Linked DNA regions of Mus musculus: all the other regions are linked to region 2. The links are chromatin contacts, called in public Hi-C and Micro-C maps. All regions are on one chromosome and are shown on one strand. Each heading gives the region's core, a stretch centred on a gene start, on an enhancer-like site or on the middle of the called end of the contact. The rest is flanking DNA. Distances are from core to core; before and after follow the strand shown. Region 1 has its middle 59 kb from the start of Gm25633. Region 2 has its middle 9.4 kb from the start of Gm25633. Region 3 has its middle 98 kb from the start of Gm25633.

Evidence for each region. Hi-C and Micro-C count contacts between places; a contact is called where the count stands out from the background.
Region 1: a contact with region 2 is called in a Micro-C map of muscle stem cells, with 2.8 times the contacts expected there. The contact joins two enhancer-like sites. A contact is called at or near these places in 4 of 39 promoter capture datasets (the 3T3-L1 cell line, frontonasal cranial neural crest and hippocampal neurons), 8 of 484 Hi-C or Micro-C datasets (the Patski cell line, cortical glia, frontal cortex and 5 more), 1 of 115 datasets of contacts at active chromatin or transcription factors (embryonic stem cells) and 1 of 9 other capture datasets (pancreatic islet).
Region 3: a contact with region 2 is called in a Hi-C map of myocytes, with 4 times the contacts expected there. The contact joins two enhancer-like sites. A contact is called at or near these places in 9 of 39 promoter capture datasets (the 3T3-L1 cell line, embryonic stem cells, frontonasal cranial neural crest and 2 more), 27 of 484 Hi-C or Micro-C datasets (the AML12 cell line, the C2C12 cell line, the HL-1 cell line and 14 more), 3 of 115 datasets of contacts at active chromatin or transcription factors (embryonic fibroblasts, embryonic stem cells and stem cell-derived stembryo) and 1 of 9 other capture datasets (pancreatic islet).

Annotation. Positions count from the first base shown.
Region 1 is chr9:49,883,242-49,887,084 of GRCm38.p6, reverse strand. No RefSeq gene overlaps it. Among named protein-coding and RNA genes, the nearest start is that of Gm25633, 59 kb to the right of the region's middle. Within about 2 kb of position 2,149, at least 20 of the 459 cell types and tissues checked have an H3K27ac peak or open chromatin away from gene starts, as enhancers often do. A contact at or near this core is called in muscle stem cells and myocytes, where this site is marked.
Region 2 is chr9:49,814,564-49,818,663 of GRCm38.p6, reverse strand. No RefSeq gene overlaps it. Among named protein-coding and RNA genes, the nearest start is that of Gm25633, 9.4 kb to the left of the region's middle. Within about 2 kb of position 2,228, at least 40 of the 459 cell types and tissues checked have an H3K27ac peak or open chromatin away from gene starts, as enhancers often do. A contact at or near this core is called in the C2C12 cell line, the NIH/3T3 cell line, adipose-derived mesenchymal stem cells and 3 more, where this site is marked.
Region 3 is chr9:49,922,007-49,926,193 of GRCm38.p6, reverse strand. No RefSeq gene overlaps it. Among named protein-coding and RNA genes, the nearest start is that of Gm25633, 98 kb to the right of the region's middle. Within about 2 kb of position 2,038, at least 73 of the 459 cell types and tissues checked have an H3K27ac peak or open chromatin away from gene starts, as enhancers often do. A contact at or near this core is called in the C2C12 cell line, the NIH/3T3 cell line, adipose-derived mesenchymal stem cells and 3 more, where this site is marked.

The DNA.
Region 1 (3,843 bases), core at 900-3,399, 68 kb before region 2:
GCAAATACACATAATGAGGCCGGAGGTAAGTTCATGGTGTCACATTTCCTACTGTGACAAGGATCTGTTTATCTCTCCCCTCCCTAGCGCTGATGTTATAGGCACAGTTACACCCAACTTTTACATAAGTATTTGGCATCTGAATTCAGACCCTCATGTTGATACAGCAAGCACTTATTTTTGAAACAACGTCTCTCACTGGCCTGGAGCTCACCCATGAGGCTAGGCAGGCTGGTGAGCCCTGCAGGGCTGCTTTGCTCCAGCCCTAGTGCTGGAATTACAAATGCGCAGCACTACATCTGGATTTTCAACATGGGCTCTGGGGATTGAACCCATCTCCTCATGCTTGTTAGGTAAGCGCTTTATTGACTAAGCTCACTTTGACCATTTTGAGGAATTCTATCAGGTGTGACTAACCTTTTATCAATGTGGGATGATGCCATCGTTTGTCAGCTAAAAAGCTTATGCGTAAGAACTGCACATCTGAGTTCCAAAAGCAATCGCAAAATATGTTTTTAAGTAAATTTACATTTTTATGTTGGGCTATATTCATAACTGATCATGGGCTGCAAGCAGCCCATGAATACCTGATAAGGTGTTGTTGGTAGGATGCTACTCAGTAGGCTAAATCTCTTGGTTCTCAATGGGATTATGGTTTGGTGGGCATAAGACCACAGAGGTAATGTGCCCTTGCCATCATTTCATATCAAGACTGCACGATGTCAACGTGAATGACATGGCTAATGTTGATGTTGGTCACCCATGTGAGGTAGGCTTTTACCAAGTTCTAGCCTGTAAAGTCACTTTTTAGTTCTTCTTTTCATTCTATACTTTTTTAGAGGCATTTACCATCTGAAGCCCACAATCACAGAGTAGAAAGATATACTATTGAAGGCAACATATTCCCATAAATGTCTAGATAGTCTTATGCACAAGAGCCCTGCCTCTTCTCCATTCAAGGAAATGTATGTACATATTCATTCAATCATTTTACTTATGCCAACAGAGACTCATGAATATTTACCTCATACCTTGGTTGTTGATAAAATATTTCTTTACTTCTCCCAAATCTCCCAACTTTGCTCAGTTACAGCCCTGTGACATCATACCCTCACCGGTGTGTCTGTTTGTTTGTGTGTGTGTGCACGCCCCATATTTTCGGACACCTTACGATGCTGTCAGCTTTTCTAGTACTCATCATACCTCAATCCTCGAATGAGCTATTTCTCCAGGGACCACTGAGTATTTTTATTAGAGAATTACACTGAAAGCCAAGATCTGGGCACTGGACGTGCTCATGTGGGCAGTCATCTTTAATTACAGACTTAAGACTTCCTTCCCTGCCTCTCAAATGAATAATTACTTCACTCTTCTTCCCACCTCCAGTTTCTCTCTCACTATGTCGGCCCACACAGAACCGAGATCAGCAGCAATGCTATACTCAAAAGTTAGGATGCAAGGACAGGAACATAAAAGTTATGTTTTAGGAGTCGTGGATTCTTCAATGTCAGAAATGTAGGTAGTTGGACCTTTCATGTTCCCAAGTCCCTCAAAAGGAAATTGATTGATCCCCTCAGAGGCAGGCAAGACATTAGTGTCTGATCCATGATTAAACCACAACTGGGTAGCCTTTTCCTTACCAATGCTCTGAGACATTGCTTTCCACTGTTCTCTTCCTCCTTGAGGCTGATACTGAATTGGCTACTGCTTTGGTGGGATTCTTACTAGGGGGAAAACATGGGTTTGCTGAGGAGCAAGTGGAGTGTTGAACCTTCTATAATAAATTTTCAGAGTTATGTGACCAGAAACAGTGGAGATATGAGACAGTAATCTCCAGCCACACTTGGGCAGGGAGGTGGCACTTCACTCTAATAATGAGGCACAGATGTCAAGGTGCCTTATCTCAGGGCCCTTGGGGTGCCAGCCACCTCTGCAACTGTGCTGGGGAAGACACGCCGGCTTGGGATGTGAGGCTGTTTGGATGATGTTGTTTTCTGATGTAACCTCTGTTGATTTCCCTACCTCCCTTTTTCTCTGCCTCTTTTCTTCCCTCTTGGGAGCAATTTATACGTCTCTGGCTCCTTTTAGGCGGGGACAGAGTACTAATTAGCTGTCTGATTCATCCCAGGCCACCTGTCCCATGGCACTTGGCAGTAAGACCAGACTGGGCGTCGCCCCAAGCTTGCCTGGGCAGGCAAGTGTCCCAGGGGTCTGGACAGTCCCTGTGTGACGTGAGACAATGATTGTGCAGCACAGTACATGGCAGAGAAAGTTGTGTCCAGTGCTCCATTACCTTGATACTAGCTGCATCAGGCATTACAGGGAAAGCCACTTCCGCAGACTTTTAAGTCCTATCTTCCCACGTAATGAAATCCACTCCCAGATGTACTCCCAGTGCACCCTCTGAGGAGGGCCCTCTTTTTCCCTTCCTAGCATTGTGTTTATCATCAGAACGCACAATTATTCTAATCCCCATAGAGAGGTCTCATTAAAAAAAAAAAAAAAAACCACCGGAAAAGCATGCTCAGTGCTAATAATGGACATCGACTCCTCCTCATCTTCTCTATATCCACCAGCCCAAATCAGGCTTCAGTGCCTGTTCCCCGCATAAAGCTGGTCCCATGTAGGTCCAACAACCTCAGTGTCAGATGCTCGGCCAACAAAGCATTCAACACGAGCCCACCCCTCATTCTTGACTCCTCTCTCCCTGGCCTTGAGAACCCTAGACTTTCCTTCTCCCATGTTGGTTATTTCTTCTTAGCTTCTTTTTTACAGGTGTCTCCTCTTGGCTAAGAGAGGAGAGTCCTCTTTGAACCCTTTCTTTAATTCCTCCCCCTCTTCCTCTATCTTAATGAGATTTATCTGTCGCCATGGCTCACCTCTGTCTACAGAGAGGTCTACTTAGCTTTTCCTTGTGTCCAAGTACAAAATGTCCAGCTACTTGGTATCTCCACTGGGAGAGTAAGCCCCAGCGTGGCATTCCCTAATAAAATTTGAATAATTACACTAATTATTGTTAAATTAATTTAAATATTATAACTGGGTCCTATGTAGCTTTCTGCTCTTTAATTATTACTCTGGCTTATTTCTGACTCCTAATCCTGCCTGGTTAGGTAATGATAGGAACAACAACCTTAGCAACAGTGACCAACCAATGTGAAGTTCTTACAATGTGTCAGGTCCCAGATAGGCACTGCTCTATTTTAGACCTGTATCACCCTGTTGTAAGATCCTGTTGAGTCCCCATGTTTGCAGCTTAGAGCTTTCAGGCTTAGGAATATGAAAGGACATTTTAACTTAATTTCTCTAGAGGCAGAATTATTATAACCCACTTTTCTTGACTCCAGACTATAAACTCTTAAACCCATCCTTCACTAACCAGATCTTCGAATCAGCCCACCTGCAGCTACAACTGATTGTGTGCTGGGATCTGAGTATGGAGGTTAGCAACTGATTGTTTACCCCATCTGGGTCAGCAACTGGTTGTATATATCTAGGTCTGGGCAAGAAGTCAGTGGTGCTGCCCCTCTAGACCTCCTGGGTCATTTGGCCAATGAGACTCAGGCAGGAGTCCTCAAATATGTCTTACAGATTATGGATGCTGGATGTTCTACTGAAAATTGATTGCTTCCCAGACTGACAGAGCCAATTTGTGCCAAGGAGAAGAGAGACAGTTATCAACTAGGAAAAGCCTGGGTCCCAAGGATGCAGGCCCATAATACCCAGTTTCTCTCTTGAGTAAGAGAGAGACCATAGAGGACATAGGCTTAAGCTGAGCTTCATGCCTGCTTTATGCACCTTCTGGGGTACGACCATCTAGGCCATCACTTTCTTCACATGATT
Region 2 (4,100 bases), core at 979-3,478:
TCATTTTTCATTTTTAAAACTGAAGAAGTTACAAATAACAAGCCATCCTACTTTTGGAAGCTAACAGCTTACCTAGGAAAAATAAGCAAGCCCAGGTGACTGAATTCCCCCCAGATAGTCAACCCTCTCCTCTAAGCTGGTCCCACTCTGCATATTTTCTATTTTGATCCTCGTTTTGTTCATGAAATGGCAGTCATGATTTAGAGTGACATGTTGTTGCTATGGAATCTTACTTCTCTCTGTTTCTAGTCTACGAAGGATGTGCAAGCTCTTAAATGCCTGCCCATGAGTTATTCCTCAAGCGCCACACTGATTTGCTGTGGATGGGCTGGGCAGCTGTTCAAACCCAAACTCAAACCAGGGATAGTCACAGAGTCAAAGGTTGGGGTGGTGGTGGTGGTGGTGGGGGGGGGCTAGACCTGCAGAGCACATTCAATAAAAACCAGGCAAATGTCTAAGTCATGCCCTGTAACTTTGTCTTGAAGGGTTTTGATGATTTGAGCATTACAGCTGTGGCTTCAGCGGATACTTGCCCAGCATCCACAGCTCTTTTTTATTCCATGTATTGCACTCAGAACTACATTTATTACCTAACTTTCATAAGGAGAAATGTGACATTCATTCTGTATGAATGAAGCTTCATGTTCTCCTGACCTGGAAGCACACATAAGGGAAAGACTAATTTTATTGCCCTGATTTCAATATTGACTCACCTCAGGGAAGGATTTGACAGCCAGTCCTCTAGAGCACAGTCACATCTAAGACAGACACATCTTGGTTTTATTGACTATTGGATAGCTAGCACTGGGACTTGAGAATGAATATATAGTAGGTGACCAATACGCACATTTAGATGGCTGATTAGTATAATATAAATATATATATATTGTATATAATATAGTGTATAGTTTAAAGTATATAGTATATAGTACAAAGTACAGAGTTCATAGTACATAGTATATGGTATAAAGTACATAGTACATAGTATATAGTATAAAGTACATAGTACATAGTACATAGTACATAGTACATAGTATATAGTATATAGTATAGAAGAAGTACCAGACTCAGTCTGCTTTCCAGCTGTGTCAAATGTCTCATCTACAGAATGAAGATAGTGGATCTCACATCTTCTGGAACCACCAATGCCGGGAAGCATTGGCTACCTAGAGAACAGCCCATCCCTCTTGAAGGATGATATTTTCAAGTTTTTTGTTGCGGTTGTTGTTTTGTTTTGTTTTGTTTTGTTTTACCTAAAACCACAGCTATCACCCATCTTCTTTGTTCATTCGTGTTCCTCTTAGTAGTATGGAAGCTATCTTTTCCTTCACATTGCTTCAAATAGTGGGACACCATAGTGGGTCCCACGATAGTGGGATCTCACAGTTTCCCACAGATCCTAGTGACACGAATCTCAAGACAAATGGCTGGAGAGTGTAACACATACGATCAGGAAGCTCCCTTTTCTTCTGGAACACTTGATTTCTAGGACACAATTCAGACCTATCAGTTTTAAAGATTGCATGATACTAATAGAGTAATTAGCATTCATTAGAGTGTGGGAGGTTACTGGACCTTAGGGGGGAAAGACTCTCCATTTAAATTTGGCCTGACACAGGGTTGAAAGAACTGGGATTCTCAAGGAATTATATGCTAATTTTTGATCAGGTAAAGACCTTGGAATTGAAATGTTAATTAATTAGTCATACAACTCTTTTTAATTTGACTATGGGCTCCGCCATCTCTTAACTTCCCTGTACCGTATTAAAGCTTTATTACCGAACCCTGGGATTTATTGAGTGCCCGTGCCTTGCAAATGTTATCACACTTAATCCTTATAACAAACCCATGAAGAAGGTCCAATTAGTATGCTGACTCACATAACAGGAAACTTAGGATCAGTGAGCAAGGGTAACCTTTTCAAGGTCACCAGGCAGAGTGTCAAGACCTACTTAGATCCTCTGACACGGAACTGCTTTTAATCTCTGGCTATGTCCATAGAGACACACATTCCCGCAGGAAGAAAAGCAGTCTAGATGCAGTTCGCTGGCGCACCGTTCATGCTATCTACCCCCGCCCCCCGGTTGGTGCTCAATATGTTGAATGGCTCGAACATTCCTGCTGGGGTATTGGCCATGGGTCAAAGCTGGATCCATCATAGCTCAGTACATTAGAGCTCAGGTTTCACATCTGTGAAGTGAGGGGGACGGGCTGAATCATCTCTAAGTTTCCTCTTAGACTTAAAGAACTATGTTGCTTGTCTGAAAGGAGGATGAATCAGAGTTTAGCAGCCACAGACTAGCAATATGAGCCGATACAACATTCCTTTGTACAGAATGTTCCCTCTGCTCAAAATACCCTCTCCCCACTTGTTCACTTGGCAAATGCCCAATGAGCAGCCCAGCTGGCCTCTGAGACTCTGTCCTTGACCTCTCCATCAATGCACATTCCATCCCCAAACACACACACGCACAGTGATTTCCTTCTTAGGCCCTCCTGGGTATGCAGTGCATTACTGTGATTATTTGATTATGGGCTGTCTTTCCATCCTCACACCCTGGACTCCAAGCTCCATGAAGACAAAAACTGCACACTATTTTCTCTTCAGGCTCTACCTTCCAGCCTGGCCCACAAAACAAATATTCAATAAATGCCCTTTTCAGGAACTGAATGAATGAGCAGGGCATGTGTGGAGGAGCAGGAGGGGACAATTTGACCTTAATGGAGAATCTAAGCCAGAACACAGTGAGAAATTAGCGGTAGTTTGATGGGAAGAGAATGAAGCACAGAAAAGTGTATTGAGACCCAGTACCCCAGGCAGTGCGGGGTCCTTGTTCCATTCTGAGGTGGGAGGGGTGACAGGAAGAAGAAAAAACATGAAAAAAGATCAGTGCAAACCTCCTCCTCAGCTTAAAAAAGAAGTGATCGTAAATGAACCTGATGTTTTTCTTCACAGACCGTTAATTCATCCACAGCTCAACACTATAGGCTACACTCAACTGCAGCAAACAGCAGAACATCGCCACGAATCTCAACTCCCACGAGACCTTGCAGGATTGCAAGATATTGCAGGCATACCTGAGCTATATGAAGACATAAATTTACAAAACCAAAATGAACAATATTTAATAAATTACCAATAGTGCAAACACTTAACTAGAAAAAGTTCTATCTACTATCTATCTATCTATCTATCTACTATCTATATATCTATCATCTATCTTTCTATCATCTATCATTCATTTATCATCTACTATTTGTCTTTCTATCTATTATCTATCTATCATTTATCATCTATCTACTATTTATCTTTCTATCTATTATCTATCTATCTACTATCTATCTACCTATCATCTATCTTTCTATCTATCATCTATCATTCATCTATCATCTACTATTTGTCTTTCTATTATCTATCTACCATTTATCATCTATCTACTATTTATCTTTCTATCTATTATCTATCTATCTATCTATCTATCTATCTATCTATCTATCTATCTATCTATCTATCTACCTACTTCGTATACACACTCACAGTCCTGAGAAGTTCTTGGACACCATCTTGCTATTACATTGTGTTTGCATTCATTTCAATTATTCACTTGCACAAAGGCCAAAAGCCATGCTCAGATCTAAGGGGGAAAAAAAGCCTGATTATTTTAGCTTAATAAAATGTAATAAAGATTAAAAGTCTTTGGTATTTGTTTGTATTTGGAATATAGAACACACATGTTTATTTATAACACATGCATCTTTTGAGCCTTCTGAAATGTAAGATAACACTAAAATACGTGCATTGCAATGGGATATGTGAATGACTAAAATAGATGGGAGCTCAAACAATGCATTCCATTTCCCGCCAGACAACCCCATGCCTCATGTAAACAGCTGAACAGGTGACATTTCCTTTGGAAGTCAAGCAAGCCTCTTCATTTTGTGCATTTTGGAGAAACCAGACCTGGGAAACAGTCCAGTCTCAGTTATTGATGAAGAGGGCATGGCTATGTTTACCCAAGTGATTGGCCCTTTTACCAAGTGGTTGCATCATTTTGAAATCTTGGACTCTATACTTCATGGGCAGTTTTAGAGTGCAGAAT
Region 3 (4,187 bases), core at 789-3,288, 110 kb before region 2:
AGGCTAGAACCAAGGCCTCGGAGGAAAATGACTTGCTTGAGTTCAAATTTACCCAGAAACTTGAAGCCCACCCTGACTCTCAAGACAGTGTTCCACTCAGAATCTCACATAGCTTTCTGCCCTTTTGTATCCAGGCTGGTAACACCTGCTTAAGTCCATCCCTCCACTGCAGATCTGTCAGAAGCTGACCATCATGACTGACTGATAACAGCTGAAGCCTTGGCGGCCACCTGAAGCAGCTGGGCTCTAAGATAGACTAGCTAGGGAAGAGAGGCCCAGAATTCACTACCACAAAATATGCCACTGAAGTCAACTTAGATACAAGGAATGCAGAAAGAGTTTGCTGCTCTCACATCATCTGCTAGAAACAGAGTGTGTGTGTGTGTGTGTGTGTGTGTGTGTGTGTGTGTGTTTACCAGGAGAATAACATTTGTAGATACACACGAAAGCTACTCCAGGGATGAGAAAGCTTGTGCTGATGACACTGTGTCCAGTCTTCGTAAGTCAAACGTTCAAAGCACTATCATTAGGCTCCTCAAAAGTCACCTGGCTTCAAGTCCTTTCCTGTAAGCCAGCCCACCCCATTCTGTTTTCTTGTCTCTTGCCATATTTTTTCTGTCTTTGCTAAGATGATCCTCCAATCTAACTAGCCCTTTGAGTAACTTATCTGAGATCTCCCATGGTACATGTAAATCATATGTATAAATAGCCCGTGTTGTTATTTCCTCCTGTTAATGTCCCTTTTGCATGTTTAATTCACAGGCCTGAGGTACTAGGGCCAAGTCTGAGACCCAGGGACACTTCCTACTGTTTTATCACAAAAACAGAAAAGCAACTAATCTGAAGTTGGTACCAGGAATGGGGTGCGGAAATAAAAAGGGCCAAGTCAAAGACATACTTGCATCCTTTCCCCACACCTGAGAGTCAGTGTCCAAGGGTAACATTGGGTGGGTTGTCCCCCGCCACCACCCCACTTCCACCCCCAGGACCCCGGCTATAATAGCTCATGTTCCCTTGCTTGGCTGGAAACTCACCCTGCAGTTTCATTAAAAGGGGCAAGAATTCCACCTCTTCTTTGGAATCCACTTCCAACAGTTGCTATGCTGAGCCTGAATCCTGGGTTAATCCTTTATCTTTATGACCTTAGCAGGAGTTATTTTTACCTCATTAGGCCTCGGTTTCATCCTGTGCTGGCTGGATTAATAATATAACACACCTCAAAAACTGTTGTTCAGGTTAAAGGAGATAGTAGAAAACCTGACACAGAATGTGTGTTATATGAACTCAAGGTTCACACATAGCTACACATAGCTGTATTGGGATCTAATAGCCTGCCTGTTAGAAAATGTCTCTAATGACTTGAATGGGTTTATAGAGGAGAGGCAGCTCCATGGAGTTATCTAACTTTCAAGGTTAGGAAATATAGAGCGATCCTACTTGCCTATGTGAAAGAGTTACAGTGACTCTATTAGCTTTCTTGTCTGAATCACTAGACATATGTCCTAAAGTCCTCTCCTTACTGGGAAGGCCTGTTCTAAAGACTGATTCTCAGATCCTACCTTTAACTTGCTGATTCCAACTTTTGAATTAAATTCTGGGAGACAGTCTTTAAACACTGGGCCCTTTCAAGGTGATCCAGAGGTGACCGAAGTTTTAAATTGACAGGCAAAGAACAAGTTTCCCTGGCCTGAATCTACCCAGTCTGGTGCCTTGAAATGCAGATCTCTGCAGATTCTGTGGGCAAGGGCCACAGACCAGGGCACCATGGTTTACCCTTTGCTCTCCAGCACTTCACCCACTCAGAGCCGCTATTCCATAGATCTTGTTTCCAGCCTGGGTGGCATTTCTATAGCGGCCCCTCATTTCCTGCCAAGAACAGAGCTGGCCTCTCTGATCCTGGCTCTCAGCCCAGCCAGGCTGTAGGTGGATCATTAAAGACCGCTGGACCTCTTCTGGAGGACTCTGGGACTGTGTTGTGGAGGGAGAGGCATGACCGGGGTGGGTGGGACTATTCAAGAATCTGTTGCTATCAAATCTGGGGAGCAGACAGTCCAGGGCCCAGACAGACCTCTGTTACTCATGCAGAGATAATTCAGTTAAGGGGAATGCAGATGGGAGAGATGGAGTGACTCAGAGGCTGAAGGCATTTCAATGAGGCTTGGTGACTGAAAAGCACTTATTAACCCAGGATGCTTAAGCATTAAACAGGGCCAGGGGCTGGGTGGAGACACTGAAGAGTTGCCCACACAGGATTTTGCTGGAAGGTTGGGTGTTATGAAGTAGAATTCCCCACTCTCAGCCCATCTAAGAGCTAATTCACACCTTAAATCCTCAGTGAACTCATGTTTTTCTAGGCTGTTCAGGTCGTTATCATCTGGCCTATACAGCCATCCCGGGAAGAGATAAGCTGAGAAACTATAAAGTGTCAGACAAGAAGAAAAGCTTTTCTGGGATTTAATTTGAGCCATTGATCACCACTTCCCATAGGAACAAGTTATTTCTCTGTGAGCTGTCATCTATGAAAGCAGGTGGCTTGGCTCCTGGAGGCCTCACATGGTAGAGGGCTACAGGGTCCTTGAGGCCAAGTTAGAGGCACAGGGACACTTCCTATCATCTTTTTCCCATGCCTGAGAGTCAATGTCCTTGGGCAGCATTAGAGGCATTGCCCATACCTGACCCCATCCCCAAGTATAATAGCATATGTCCCCTGGCTTGGCTGGAAGCTCCCCCTACAGTTTCCTTTGATCCACCTGCATCTTGGGAAGATGCTCTGGTTTAAAGCAGGCTATTTGGTCCCTGGAATGGAAAGGAAGTGCCACAGTGCTAGAAGGAAGCTCCTTCTATTTGTTTCTGTCTACTTCTTCTCCTGGCATAGAGAGATTTTTCTCCACAGACCATTTGTCTTTTTTATAACCTGCCTATTCAGTGTCAGACGAATGCAAGGCAGCGGAGAAGCTGATGAAGGCCATTGCTTGGACGCTTGAGACCACGCTAGTAGACCATGGCAAAGCAACTGGGACCTACCTCCTCCACAGGTGCCAGAGTCAAGGCAGGGTGGGTGGGATGCACCTCCAAAGGACTGGAAGTGAGCTCTTCTAATGAGCAGGCAGAGGACTGGCCAGCAATGAAGGAGTTAATGGCAGTCAAGCCTTCTTCCTCTGTCCTCCCTTCTCTCACTGAACCCAGATGAATAGCCAGTCAGTAAAATGACCCAGTGGAAGGAGTCCAGAATCAACCACTCTGATCCCAGGGGGCATTTGTACTCTTCACAGCACAAATCAAATCACCCAGAGCGAGGACTGGCAGGCTGCAGAAGGCCCAGAGACAAGACATCCCTCTGGTCTCTTCGGGCACAGCAGGGACTTAACCCAAGCCGGAACCTTAGCCCATGAAACCCATAGGAGACTGACCTGCCTGGTTCCTGTGGGTCTGGAATTTCCATGTGTGATTTCTCCCTGAGACTTAGTTAGCTATCATGGAGAGGCCTTGCCTCTTGTCCTGTCTTCCCCTCACTTTGTACAGCAATGCCACCTCCTTCCTCACAGTGTCCATTGACCTTGACCCATGTGGGTGCTCTGTTGGTGAGAAAGTGGGTAGGGAAATCGGATTTGAAAAGGAGTGGAGAAATCCAAATCCCAGGATCTCATAGAACCTGCGATTACTCCTCTCCACTCAGACAGTCTCTGCTGTGTGCAAAGCTCTCTCTTTCCCTGCCCCCAGCTCCTTCCCTCTAGGAGGGAATGCCCTGAGCCTCCTCCAGCACCCCACTGGCCCTTCTGCACAAAGCTTTGTCCTCTTGAAAGCTTACAGATTTATAGTTCTCAGCTGCAGACATTCCATCCCTACCATTCCAGCCTCTCACAACCCTTGAACATCCTCCTCCATGTCCCTCTCCCAGCCTCCCCCGAATTGGAAGCTGTGGGGGTGGGGCAGGCAGGGAAGGTTGACCTCTAAATACAGAGAAGCTCAGCCTGAAGGAGTCTCCTCTGTCAAGCCACTCAGGCATCAGTTTCCTGGAACTTGACTGGCTATGGCCTGTTAGTAGCCCAGAGACTGTCCACAAAAATAAAATAAAATAAAATAAACATGTGTGACTATTCATTTCACTGTGGTTCTCTGTCTAGCTGTAGCCATGTATTTCTAGAATATTCTGTTCTGTAATGATCCTTATGTTATCCTACAATGAT